2 separate regions of the Rattus norvegicus genome follow, and region 2 is linked to region 1. The links are chromatin contacts, called in public Hi-C maps. All regions are on one chromosome and are shown on one strand. Each heading gives the region's core, a stretch centred on a gene start, on an enhancer-like site or on the middle of the called end of the contact. The rest is flanking DNA. Distances are from core to core; before and after follow the strand shown. Region 1 holds the start of Trpm5 (transient receptor potential cation channel, subfamily M, member 5). Region 2 holds the start of Slc22a18 (solute carrier family 22, member 18).

Region 1 (5,202 bases), core at 329-2,828:
TGTGCTGATGAGGTCCTGGGTGAAGGGGTCCTTGAAGGACATGGGAGCCTGTGGTGACAAGCTTGTAGGAGATGCTCCAAGGAGTGGTACCCCAAGGTAGCAGAAGAAAAGGTGCCAGGGCCTTTTGGGGTTTGATTATTAGGATCACAGGGGCCACAGAAGGTTGTGGGTAAGGAGAACCATAATATGGCACTGGCCTGGGAATGGCTAGGGAATGTCTGGTGCAGCCCTTCAAGTGTCCAAAAGATGGAGGTAAAGGGGCAGCAGCAGATGAAGGAAGGGTGGTGGAAGCACTCCTATTCTCCATATAATCCCCAGACATAGGAAGGCTAGGCCCTGGATTGCTTGGTGGGCACGAAGTTAGGCTAGCTTTCCAAAATCCAATGGACTCTGGCCTTGTTCTATGCTAAGATCTGGCCATTCCACTTAGGTCCCCGATATGTCCCCTCCTCTAGAACTGGACCCTAAAGCTCTCAAACCCTGAGAGTTTATGGTCCCTGCTCTTCAGGGGCCAAGTGACTGGGGCTGGTTCTGAGCCTTTGGCCCCAGACCAGCCTGTAATTCCAGAAGAACCGCAAATGGACCCGGCTTATGTCAAGGTAGCATGGCAGATATGCTAAGGAACATGCTAGCTCAAATGGTCATGTAACTGTAGCCCTCTTGCTCAAAGCAAAGCCAGGAAACCCCTGTCCTTGATTAGCCTGCGGTAGCTACCTCCCCGCCCCACCCAGGTCTTGTCTTTGCCTATGATCCTGGCGCCCTCTGGTGGCTAATGTTGGGTCCTTGACTGCTGCCCAACCCCAGACCCTATCCCTGGGGTTCATGGCTACGAGGGCCAGATAAATGCTGTCAGGAGGGTCCTTCCTCCACAGTTACCCACAACCCCCTGGAAACTGGGCTCGAGGATCTCGGTCTGCAGGCAAAGAAACTGGAATTCAGTGACGAAGAAGCTAGATGAAAATGGCCAGTATCACAGCCTTGAAAAGTACAGTCTATCCTACAAGCATCAATCCTGAGCTTTAGTTTAGAGGCAGTCTCATCCAGTCCCCAAGGCACTGACTGCCCAACTGGTAAGTAGACAGTACTCAGCTCACCCACACTGTAGGATTCCCCAGGATGTTGGCATACCACAGATCAGAGCAGACATCTCCAGACCTCCTGGGACCAGGGAACAATTCACCTGCTTGCTTATCCTCCTTGGGAAAACTTGCCGGACATCCTTTCATGGATCATGTGGTCTTGAGACAGTCCTTGTTTCTTCAACTAGAGAAACTGAGGCTTGGTGAGAAATTAAGCAGAATTCCCATCTGTCCTCTGACCTCGAGGAGGTTAGAGCGCAGGCACCCAGGCTGCCTTCTTTGACTGTGCTGGGTGGAGCCCATGGAGAAAAGGGCAGGATCCATGCTTCATCTAACCCCTCTTAACAGTGGGTACAGCTTCCTGGCCAGCCTGGATGTGCTCTCAGACCAATGGCACCAACCTGACCCTTGGTGGCTGGGTGGTACCCTATGTTCACTCACACCCAGCTTTCTAAGACATCATTGGCTGCCAGGTGCTGGGTGTGGTGTGGGGGGGGAGCAAGGGAGGAACACAGCCTGAAGTAGGTGAGTGGCTCCCACATTCAGTACCAGCAGCTACATGCCAGGAGTCTGGAAGGAACAGACAGGTAAGCTCACACCAGGGTCAGCTTGCACTGGGAATGGGGCCAGAAAATTGCCCAGTCCTCTGCTGAGCAGGTAGGAAGGGCAAGTAGGAGCCATGTTCTAGCCACATTCCTACCTCATGCTCTTCTTTCCTCAGCTCTATCAGGGATGGCATCAGGGGGACAGGTCTACTATGGGCAAGGGAAGGGGCTACCCATTGTATGGGAGGGTCTGGATGGAGAGCAATCCAAACTGTGAGCCTCAGACTTGGAGATTACATCTGCCACAGCGCCTCGGAAGGTCAGCCGGAGCTCAGGGGCTGGGGGAGGGGGCGGGGGTGGGGACACAGCCCCTCATAGTTGAGTCTATGTTCTGCTCTGTCAGGAATGTCAGGTCGCCTCACTGAGAGGATGAGGGATGCCATTCCAATTCATGCCTGCTGCATGCCGTGACCTTCTTGTCATTGTGGTTTTACCCACCTATCGCTCTAAGCTGGCACAGAGTTTAGGGACAAATAAGTTCAGGACCCCAGGGTCTGGGTGCCAGATCTGTCATGCTCTGGGCTCTTCCCATATTAGGGGCTGAGAAGTTCAGGCTGTTTCTATGACTGTCTCAGCTAGTAAGAGCCTCCATGGTCTTAAGTATCTGGTTTTTGCCTTTCAGAGTTCTGGCATAGGAAAATGATCAGAGTCTTGTAGCTCACCCCCCCCCAAATAAACCCACCAGCAAAGGGGGGCATTTTAGACCCAGACACCTGCACATGCAAATCCTATTTGCATGCCTTCCCTCTTTGTGGCCACATTTGCCTGGTGCTTGGCTCCTGCCCAAATGCCCCTCCACCTCAGCCTGGTGAGGAGAGCAAGGCCTGGCAGTTCCTGGGTGCTGCATCCACCTTCCATGGCATCCAGGAGTCTGGACCATCTATCCAGTCTATACTGAAACAAAGCAAGGTGACCTGCAGGGTCTATCTAATCCATTGTCCATGAGTGGGTGGTGTATTGTTGAACCCCATCTTGAAAGGCACTCTCTAGGGCCTAGACCTTGGAAAAGAAATCTCCAGAGACTCAGGAGCCTCAGAGAACTCCTCTCCCCAGCCAAAATGAGACTGTCCACGACTTTCCCACAGGGAACTAAGTGGGAAGAAGAATGGGCGGTCCAGTCTCATCCCCAGTCCAAAGACTGAAGACAAGCAACATGACTCCCATACTCCAACCCAGAGCACACATACAGCTTGACTTACCTCTCTTATTCCAGAGAACGTGTCCAGATGTGACTGGGGACTCTGTTCCCAATAGTGAGATTTCCTGTTAGCATTGTGTTTTTCACATGGACCTGAAGAGAGCTTTGTCTGGAAACAGGGTCTTTGTAGATGAGATGAAGGGAAGGTGGGAGCCCCGTCCCACTGATGGGGTTCTTATAGGAAGAGGAGAGTACAGACATGCCCGGACACAAGTCCCTGACCACAGAGGCAGGGACAGGCCACAGGCCTATAAACAAAGGGCCTGGAGCCCCTGGGAGTTGAAAGATGTCCTCAGAGCCCTCGGAAAGGCCACATAGCCCATCCGCTATTGGATTTTGGGTTTTTGTCCCTAACACTTCAGGACTGCATCTCAGCTGGGTCAGGCCTCCCAGCTTATAGTCCTCGTTCCGGCACACAGGGACATGCCTGTGACCCTTGGCAGGTTCCTACAGGAAACCCATCAGCTGTTTATTCCCATGGCTGGAGGACCTTATTCAAATCTTGTCCTGCAAGGGCCCTGGGTGTGAACTCCTAGGGTGGGTGGGGTGAATTTACATCTCCCACAACTGGGGCAGGATGGGCTGTGGGGGATCCAAGGAACCAAGGAGCTGGGCCTGATTACAGGAACCAGAGACAAGGGAGGGGACTTTACTGTGGTCACACAGTGACCCATGGTGGCTACCTTCATATAGGGCCACACACTGGAAAATCAGGGTAACATGACTCTCTTGGTCTAAAGGCCAAGGCGAGGCCCAGGTGTCCTCCTAGGTCTGCTTTCTGCTGCTTTGATAAAATACCATGGCCAAAGGCAACTCAGAGAGGAAAGGGTTAATTTCCATTTGCACCATGCAGTCTACCATGAAGGGAGCTCAAGGCAGAAATGTGGAGGCAGGAACTGAAGCAGAGTCCACAAAGACAGACATGCTACTAGCTTGCTCTTCATGGTTTCCTCAGTTGATTTTCTTATAGAACTCAGGACCACCTGCCCAGGGGTAGTACTGTCCCCAGTAAGCTGGATCTTCCCATGTACATCATTAATCAATAAAATGCCCCACAGACTTGCTTATAGGACATCTGATGTGGGCGTTTTCTCAATTGAAATTCCCTCCTCCCAAATGACCTTAGCTTATGTCAAGCTGACAGAAAAAGCTAAGCAGTACACCAGATAAGGGAAGCCACAAACAAACAAACAAACAAACAAACAAACCCAAACCAGCCATACCATCTAGAGCAGACCCCAGGAAGCCTCATCTTCCCAAGCCAGACAAGCTACAAAGAGTAGCCTTCCTACCTCTTCTGCCTCCGAGGGTCCTACCTCCAGTTCTCCCTTCCTATCCCCGCACCTGCTTCAGAAGAAGAGTGTATCCTACTCCACAGAACGGCTTACCACATCCCAGTTACACCTACAACAACAGGAAACAGTGCTCTTGCACCAAACGCAACAAGACTTAGTTTATACTGAGCTAAGTATGAGTGACTGGGGCTAACGAGACCCCAAGGGACATGTTCCACTGTGGCTGTGGTTATACTAACCTTTGCAGTCACAGAACAAAGGACAACAGGAAGTCAAAGCATTTATCAAACACATAGGTGGGATGACCAGGTAGGTGGGTTACAGCTAAGTGAGGGGAACTCTGCTATAGGCCTCAGATGCTGTCTGAGGACATTTTGGGTGGAAGCTTGAGGTTTGCTGCGAATACAGGCTAAAGCTTTTTGCCTGGTAGATGGATGTTAGGTCGGACAGTCGTAGTGAGTAGTAAATGGGTACTGAAGACAGCCCGAGAAAATTTAGCTATGGGTCTGAAACATTTCAACCTCCATAACTAGGACATTCTTATGAGTCAGTCATCTGCAGAAACTTCATCAGAGGTAAACATCAGCTCACATCTGCAAAGACTGAACTTCTGTAGAAGGTCATGTGCACAGTACCGGGAATTAGGGGTCTGTTGTATCTTTTGAGATGCACTTCCTTTTGGAGTAACACCATAACCATGCTGGCTCCAGTGATATGTAAGGGGGTACCTTGGCTCAGCTCTGTCCAGGTTAGCCACAAGAGGCAGAGAATAAGCCCTCTCACAACTTATACTGCCCTATCCCCTCCTTCTCAGCCCCCTCTGTGCACAGGTATTCCCCCCTGTAAAAAGTGTAGGTTCTGAAGTGCTCTTACGCAGGCACCCCAGAGCTGGGCACATGGGACAGTCGTGCTGATCTGGGAAGCATGGGGAAGTGGTATGCAAAGAGCTGTCCCAAGTCAGACAGGATCTCCACCCACAGTGGAGCCAGAGATCCTTCCAGCATGTTCTTCCTCCCTGTTTGGAC
Region 2 (5,804 bases), core at 2,794-5,293, 390 kb before region 1:
AGACAAGGAGGGTCTGGAGTTAGGACTCCTGAGACAGGTAGGGGTGGGAGGGAGCAGAGGGCAGTGTCCTGGGAGAGGAGGCCTTCTATAGGGACTCAGCTCCTCCTCCCTAGCCAAAGACTTCTGGCCTACCCCTCTGCAGGACATACCTCAAGTGGGCCACAGAGCAACGTCTGTCCTCAATATTGTATCTTCAAAGCTTTGCAGCATTACCCCCTGGCCAGCAAGCAACTGGCCAAACTCCTTAATTATTTCTGAGATGTGGCCCCTTGCTCAGCAAGACAGTCTGCTCTGTGAATTCCTTAGAATTCAGCCCTTCGTGTGTGTGTGTGTGTGTGTGTGTGTGTGTGTGTGTGTGTGTGTGTGTGTGTGTGACTATCTGATAGGAGAAGGGAAGTGGCAGAGTCTCTATAGAGAACCCAAGCAATCCTGAGACCCCAGGATCTTATCCCCACCTTAGCTGCATTTCGGAGGTCTGAGGCACTGTCTCCCTCCAAACCTGTGCCTCCTCCCTTCCTCCTCCCATCGTCCTTTACCTGAGTCTTTAGCCCTATGCTAAGGATAACATTCCTTCAGTTCCCCTCTCTTCTCTTGAGGCCTTCCTGGTGGGCCTCCATTCCAACAAGGTCACCCAACAAGGACTTTTCCTAGTGCCTTCTTGTCAGCGCTCCTCGAGCCTGTTTCAGTTGCTATCTCTCCCGCCTTGCCTGAAGCAGTTACTTTCCTCATTCCTCTCTCCTCACGAGGTCAGCTCAGGGCAGCTCCAGCAGGCCTCTCTGATTGGCACTGACTCAGGTGGATTGCTTCTTTCTCTGTGACCCTGTGCTTAGACTGTCCTGGGTCTCCTACCTCGACTGTCACTGGTCTCGGCTGGCCTCCCCTCAAGTTTGGAGTGTTTGTTGTCACCACCTCCTCCCCGCAGAGCCCAGGCCTCTTCCCACTACCAGCATACCCTCCTCTACTTTGTACCATGCCCGAAATCATCTTCAGCATAGTGTAGCAACCGCTGAGCACCTGCCCTCCTCAATCCTGATTGGCTCCTTGAACATTTTTTTAAAATTTTTCTTTTGGGGTTGGGGATTTAGCTCAGTGGTAGAGCGCTTGCCTAGCAAGCACAAGGCCCTGGGTTCGGTCCCCAGCTCCGAAAAAAAGAAAAGGAAAACAATTTTTTTCTCTTTCATTTTATTTTATGTGTAGGGCTGTTTTCCTGGCATAGAGTCTGTGCACCATATATGTGTAGTGCCACAGAGGGCATCCTGTCCCCTGGGACTACAGTTACAAGTGATTGTGAGCCACCATGTGGGTGCTGGGAATCAAACCCTTGTCCTTTGGAAAAGCAGCCAGTGCTCTTAGCCAGTTAGGTCCCTACTGTTTTTTCCACCACTGGTAGCATCTCCATCCTCCTGGAATTGGGTCCAAAGTGCCAGTGTCTTCTCTGAATTCCTTTCTCTCACCCTCACATGCCGTAGACCTGCCCCTTTCTCACCTCTCCTCAGCTCTCCCTAACCATCCTGGAATCTCTCATCCTGGAATCTCTTCAGCATCTGACGGGTGTGGTCCTGGGACCTCATCCCTCTGTAGCTGCAGGCTCAGCACTACCCCAGGGCCTCTGCACCAGCAACGCTTTTCACCTTCAGTCCTCCACCTTGGTCTTCTCAGCCAAAATTTCCTGACCCCACATCTGCCATCTACCCTCAGACCTCAGTACCCTCACCCTTTCTCACTCCCAGCCGTTTCTTCTTGCACTGTACAGCGTAACTCATCAGCCACCACTGCTCAAACCCTGCCAGCTCTGAGGGCAGCTGCCTGGTCCTATGTGCCCCCCGCTGCTTCCCAGTCCAGTGTCTCTGCTCACAGGACTTAATGAGGATAGACTGGCCAACGGGGGCCTCTCTCTGGGAGCCACTGCAGGTCCTAGTACCAACTCTCCTTTAATGAGAAGCAAAAGAAGGCTCCTGCCCAGGCTCCCACATTTCAGGAAGGAGGCTTGCGATGGGGAACCTTACCATATGTGACTGAGCAGAACTCTACTTAGGAGGTAAGATGAAGGGTGGAGTTCTGAGCTGGGAATGTCTGCCACTCCCAGAATGGTGACAAAGGTCAGGGCTACCTCTAACCCATTTCCCCAGCTGCCCAAAAAGGCCATCTCTGCTCCTCTGGGCTCCAGGGAACAGAGGAGTGGAGGACCAGAGAGCCAGGGTTTAGATTATCCTTTCCGGTCTTATCTGACTTTTTTTCTGTTTCCCTGAACCTTGGACTTTGGAGTATAATGTGAACAAAGTTTGGTTTCAATCTAAATTCTCGTGTGGCTGGGCATCTCATTTCTGCCTAGCATGGCCTACTGACCAGCCTACTGAGGGCCAGGTCCATATGCTGAGTGGGGCCCAAGCCCAGCACAGAACCAACCTCAACTCAATACTCCAGCCAGCTTGGGCTTTGAGAATCTCTGAGGGGTCATTTAAAGGTTGTCTGTGGACCCAGGTTAGACGGAAATAGGAGATGGAGAGTCAACCTCTGAGTTCTAAGCTCTTTTAGATGCTGCCACCTTGTGGGCCAACTCCATAAAGGTTTGTTGAGTGACTAAATGATAGTGAAAAGTAGGAATGAACCAAAGGGTGTGGATGGGCAATAGTGACTATTCTGCCCCACCTTTCCTTGATCCAGGTAGAGCTCAGCAAGGCTCTTGTGGGATCAAGTCCCTGTCCTCATATTTTGGTGGGTGGGAGAAAAACCAGTGGAATGGGTAATATGGAATAAGGTATCTAGTGTGGACATAAGAAAACATAGGGGATGCCCAGCAGGGCAAAGGGATGGACAGACATGATGTCAGAAAGAACTGGGACTGCATTCAGCCCTTTGGGACAGGAGCTGAGCAGGTGCTGAGCAGAGGTGCTCTGAAAGAACGGGGGCAGGAGCAGTGTGGTTACAGGAGGAGGAGGGTACTCTCTCAAGGGCAGAAGTGGTGGTGATGGGATCAATGGGCCCAGTTCCTAGGATCCTTAACTTATCCAGTATCAAACCCCACCTTGCTCCCTGCCGTTGCCCATCAGGAAGGCAGTGTGGGGCTTCTGGTGAGGGCTGTGGGTGCTACTCACTGGTATGATGGAGAACTGCATGAAGAGACATGTTAGCTCCAGGGCCGCCAGCACATAGGTGAGTATGATGATCCCCTGCCGGGGCAGAGCAACCATGCTGCTGGGGAGCTGGCCAGACATCCTGGGCAGGAGGTATCCAGAGTCCCGGAGGGACCGGAACTAGAGGAGAGCAAGCCTTGCAGTAGGCAAGGGGCAAAAGTCCTGTTGATTCTGGCTGGATGCTGACTCACCAGGTTGGAAGGAGTGGCCTGTGCCTGTAGGAGAGGGAGAAGACAGTGGCCGACTGCAGAACTCACCAGCTTCTCCAGCTACCTCGACCTTCAAGAATGGGTCAGCTACCCTCCCCACCTGCCAGCTCCTGGTTTAAGTCCTAGTCTCCATAGAAGAGGAGACAGGGCACCCGACCCTTGTATGTGTGTGGGGCACCTCCTCCACCTGAAAGGGGCATCCGGCAAAGCCACAGGTGTCCTCCTCAGGGAGACCCCACGCCTTATTTCTAGGAGAAATGCAGGCGGGTGTGGTTTCTGGCTATTGCTTTTGGTGGGTACGGGGATGGTTTAAAGTCATTTTGCAGGGATCCTCTCGGCCCCACCTTCCTTCTTCAGGGACCTGCCTCCAGTTCCAGAGTTGTCTGGAATTGCAGTGCAGTAGGGACTGGGGAACAGCTCAGCGTTTCAGACCTCGTCCTTACAGAGCAGCTCAGCCTCACAGTAGGGTACTTTCCTCCCTCCTAACTTCCTCCACGGGTGGGAACAGGATTTTGCGGCCAGTCTGAGCCCCTTTCAAAATTTTGCCTGGTTTCATTTAGGGCCCTACTGCCTTTGCCCAACATCTCATCAAGGGCCCCGAGCTGCACCCAGGTGGGCATCTTGGGCTCTGGAAGCTCAACAGGTGAGCTCGGGTACCTGCTTTTGACGGGAGAAAGTGGGCCTGTGTTCCGGGTGGGTGAGCCCTCCTGTTTCCTGACACAGGCCCTTCCGCAGTCACCCGGAAAAGCCCCACCCCACAATAGCTTGGGTCCTCCCACTTCACCAGGGCTGGCCCTCCGGCCTGGGAGCTCGCTCCACCCACCCTGGGATCTGGGCTAGCCCGCCACACAGTCTCTGAGCATTCATTGGCCAATCAAGACATGCCTCCCGAGGTCCCTCCCCCCGCGCTCCCCAGTGGGGATTGCGAAGTTCTAAGTGTCAGGCTTTGGCCGGGCCCTGGACCCTGATCCCGAGGAAGTTGGAATTCTGACCGCTTAAGCAACACAGGGTGTCCATTTAGGGTTGGGGAGGGAAGACGAGGAGAAGAAGGAGGAAGAGGAGGGGAGATGGCTCTGGGATCCAGTCAAAGGGAAAGCAGAAGCCAGGGGAGGCACAGTGATACATTTATCTGGGTAGTTCTTGGGCACCGAATCTCTCTCCACTGACCAAGAGGCTTCTGGAGCTACAGAAATGCCTCCCCTAACCTCTCCACATCATCCTGTCTGCCCTGTTCTAACATTTCTGTGCAGTAGATTCCAACGGGAAAATTGGGATGGGAGACGTGTTGCAAGTGTAGATATATTGCAAGTATTCCCAGGTCCTCTGCCAGGAGGGTATAGGAACACATCACAGCTCTCTGAGGGTTGGAGGACACCCAGTTAGCCAGGGCTTCCAGGAAGGATGAGAGGAAGGCTGATTATGGGAAGGAGAGGACTCAGGGGATATGGAATCTCAGGACTCCTGGGGAAAGATCAGAGTCCAGGTCCTTCTGAATTCCATGGGGGTAGAGATGCGGAATAGTTCCTGTCAGGTCAGCTCCCTGATTGGGTTAATTGTTACCTATTGTGACATCTTTACTGATGCCAGGGTTTTGGGGGCAGAGCTTGGATGAGTAAGACTGCCTCAGGACAGTCAGGAAAGGTCAAAGGTCCTCCAGTGTTCATGCTAAACAACAAGAGGCAGGCTACTTACCCACAAACAGAGCTTGCAGTTGTGGGGGAACAGGCAGCTTTCGTTCTTGTTGTTCTTGTTCGGAAACAAACTCTGGAGGGGTGGGGCACTTCCTGGTTGTGAGGGAGTGTGGGAAAATTGCCCTTCTGGCTAGGAAGGGAACAGGGAACACTAGAACCTGGGATCGCCTCCTGAAGAGGAAGTAGCCTTCTCTGAGGACCAATATCACTCACATGGGGCCACCGTTCTGCCAAGGAGACTAATCCGGACAGCTGTAGGAAGGGTTGATTCTTATCTGGGTCCTGGCTGGGAGGCAGCTTCTTAGCAGGGCTCTAAGGAGGAGCCCAGTGTATCAGGTGTAGACAGGGTTTGACAGGCAGTAGGAGCAGTGTGGCCGGGCTCAGGCACCTGAGAACACCTGATGGGGCTTAGACTTAAAAGGTCCCGTGGGGCTAGGGGCAAAAATAGAGGGGTGTGAATGTGGCTACATGTGCTGAGAAAGTGACCACTGTGTACTGGGGTTCAGGACACCCCACAGCTTCCCTGAGAAGAGAGATACTGCCTATGTGATTGCCTCGGCCTAATGATGTGCCTGTGAAGTAGGAACCTCCTTTATCTCATAACCGTTGAGGATTTACCGTGTGCAGGCTGCGATCTATTTAAAGGAAGAGAGTATCATTTGTCTATTTTTTTTTTTGCCAATTTCATACATGTATACAATGTATCTTTTTTTTTTAAAGAAAAAGACTTACTTATTTAATGTACCTGAGTACAGTGTTGCTGACTTCAG

Evidence for each region. Hi-C and Micro-C count contacts between places; a contact is called where the count stands out from the background.
Region 2: a contact with region 1 is called in a Hi-C map of Schwann cells, with 6 times the contacts expected there. The contact joins the promoter of Slc22a18 here to the promoter of Trpm5 in region 1. A contact is called at or near these places in 12 of 12 Hi-C or Micro-C datasets (the A7r5 cell line, the Rat2 cell line, Schwann cells and 7 more) and 1 of 1 datasets of contacts at active chromatin or transcription factors (oligodendrocytes).

The regions. Positions count from the first base shown.
Region 1 is chr1:207,703,464-207,708,665 of GRCr8, reverse strand. Trpm5 (transient receptor potential cation channel, subfamily M, member 5) reads left to right here and starts at 1,578. Exons shown (of 26, transcript NM_001191896.2): 1 at 1,578-1,666.
Region 2 is chr1:208,099,412-208,105,215 of GRCr8, reverse strand. Slc22a18 (solute carrier family 22, member 18) reads right to left here and starts at 4,043. Exons shown (of 11, transcript NM_001004260.1): 1 at 4,001-4,043; 2 at 3,096-3,349. The coding sequence starts at 3,215.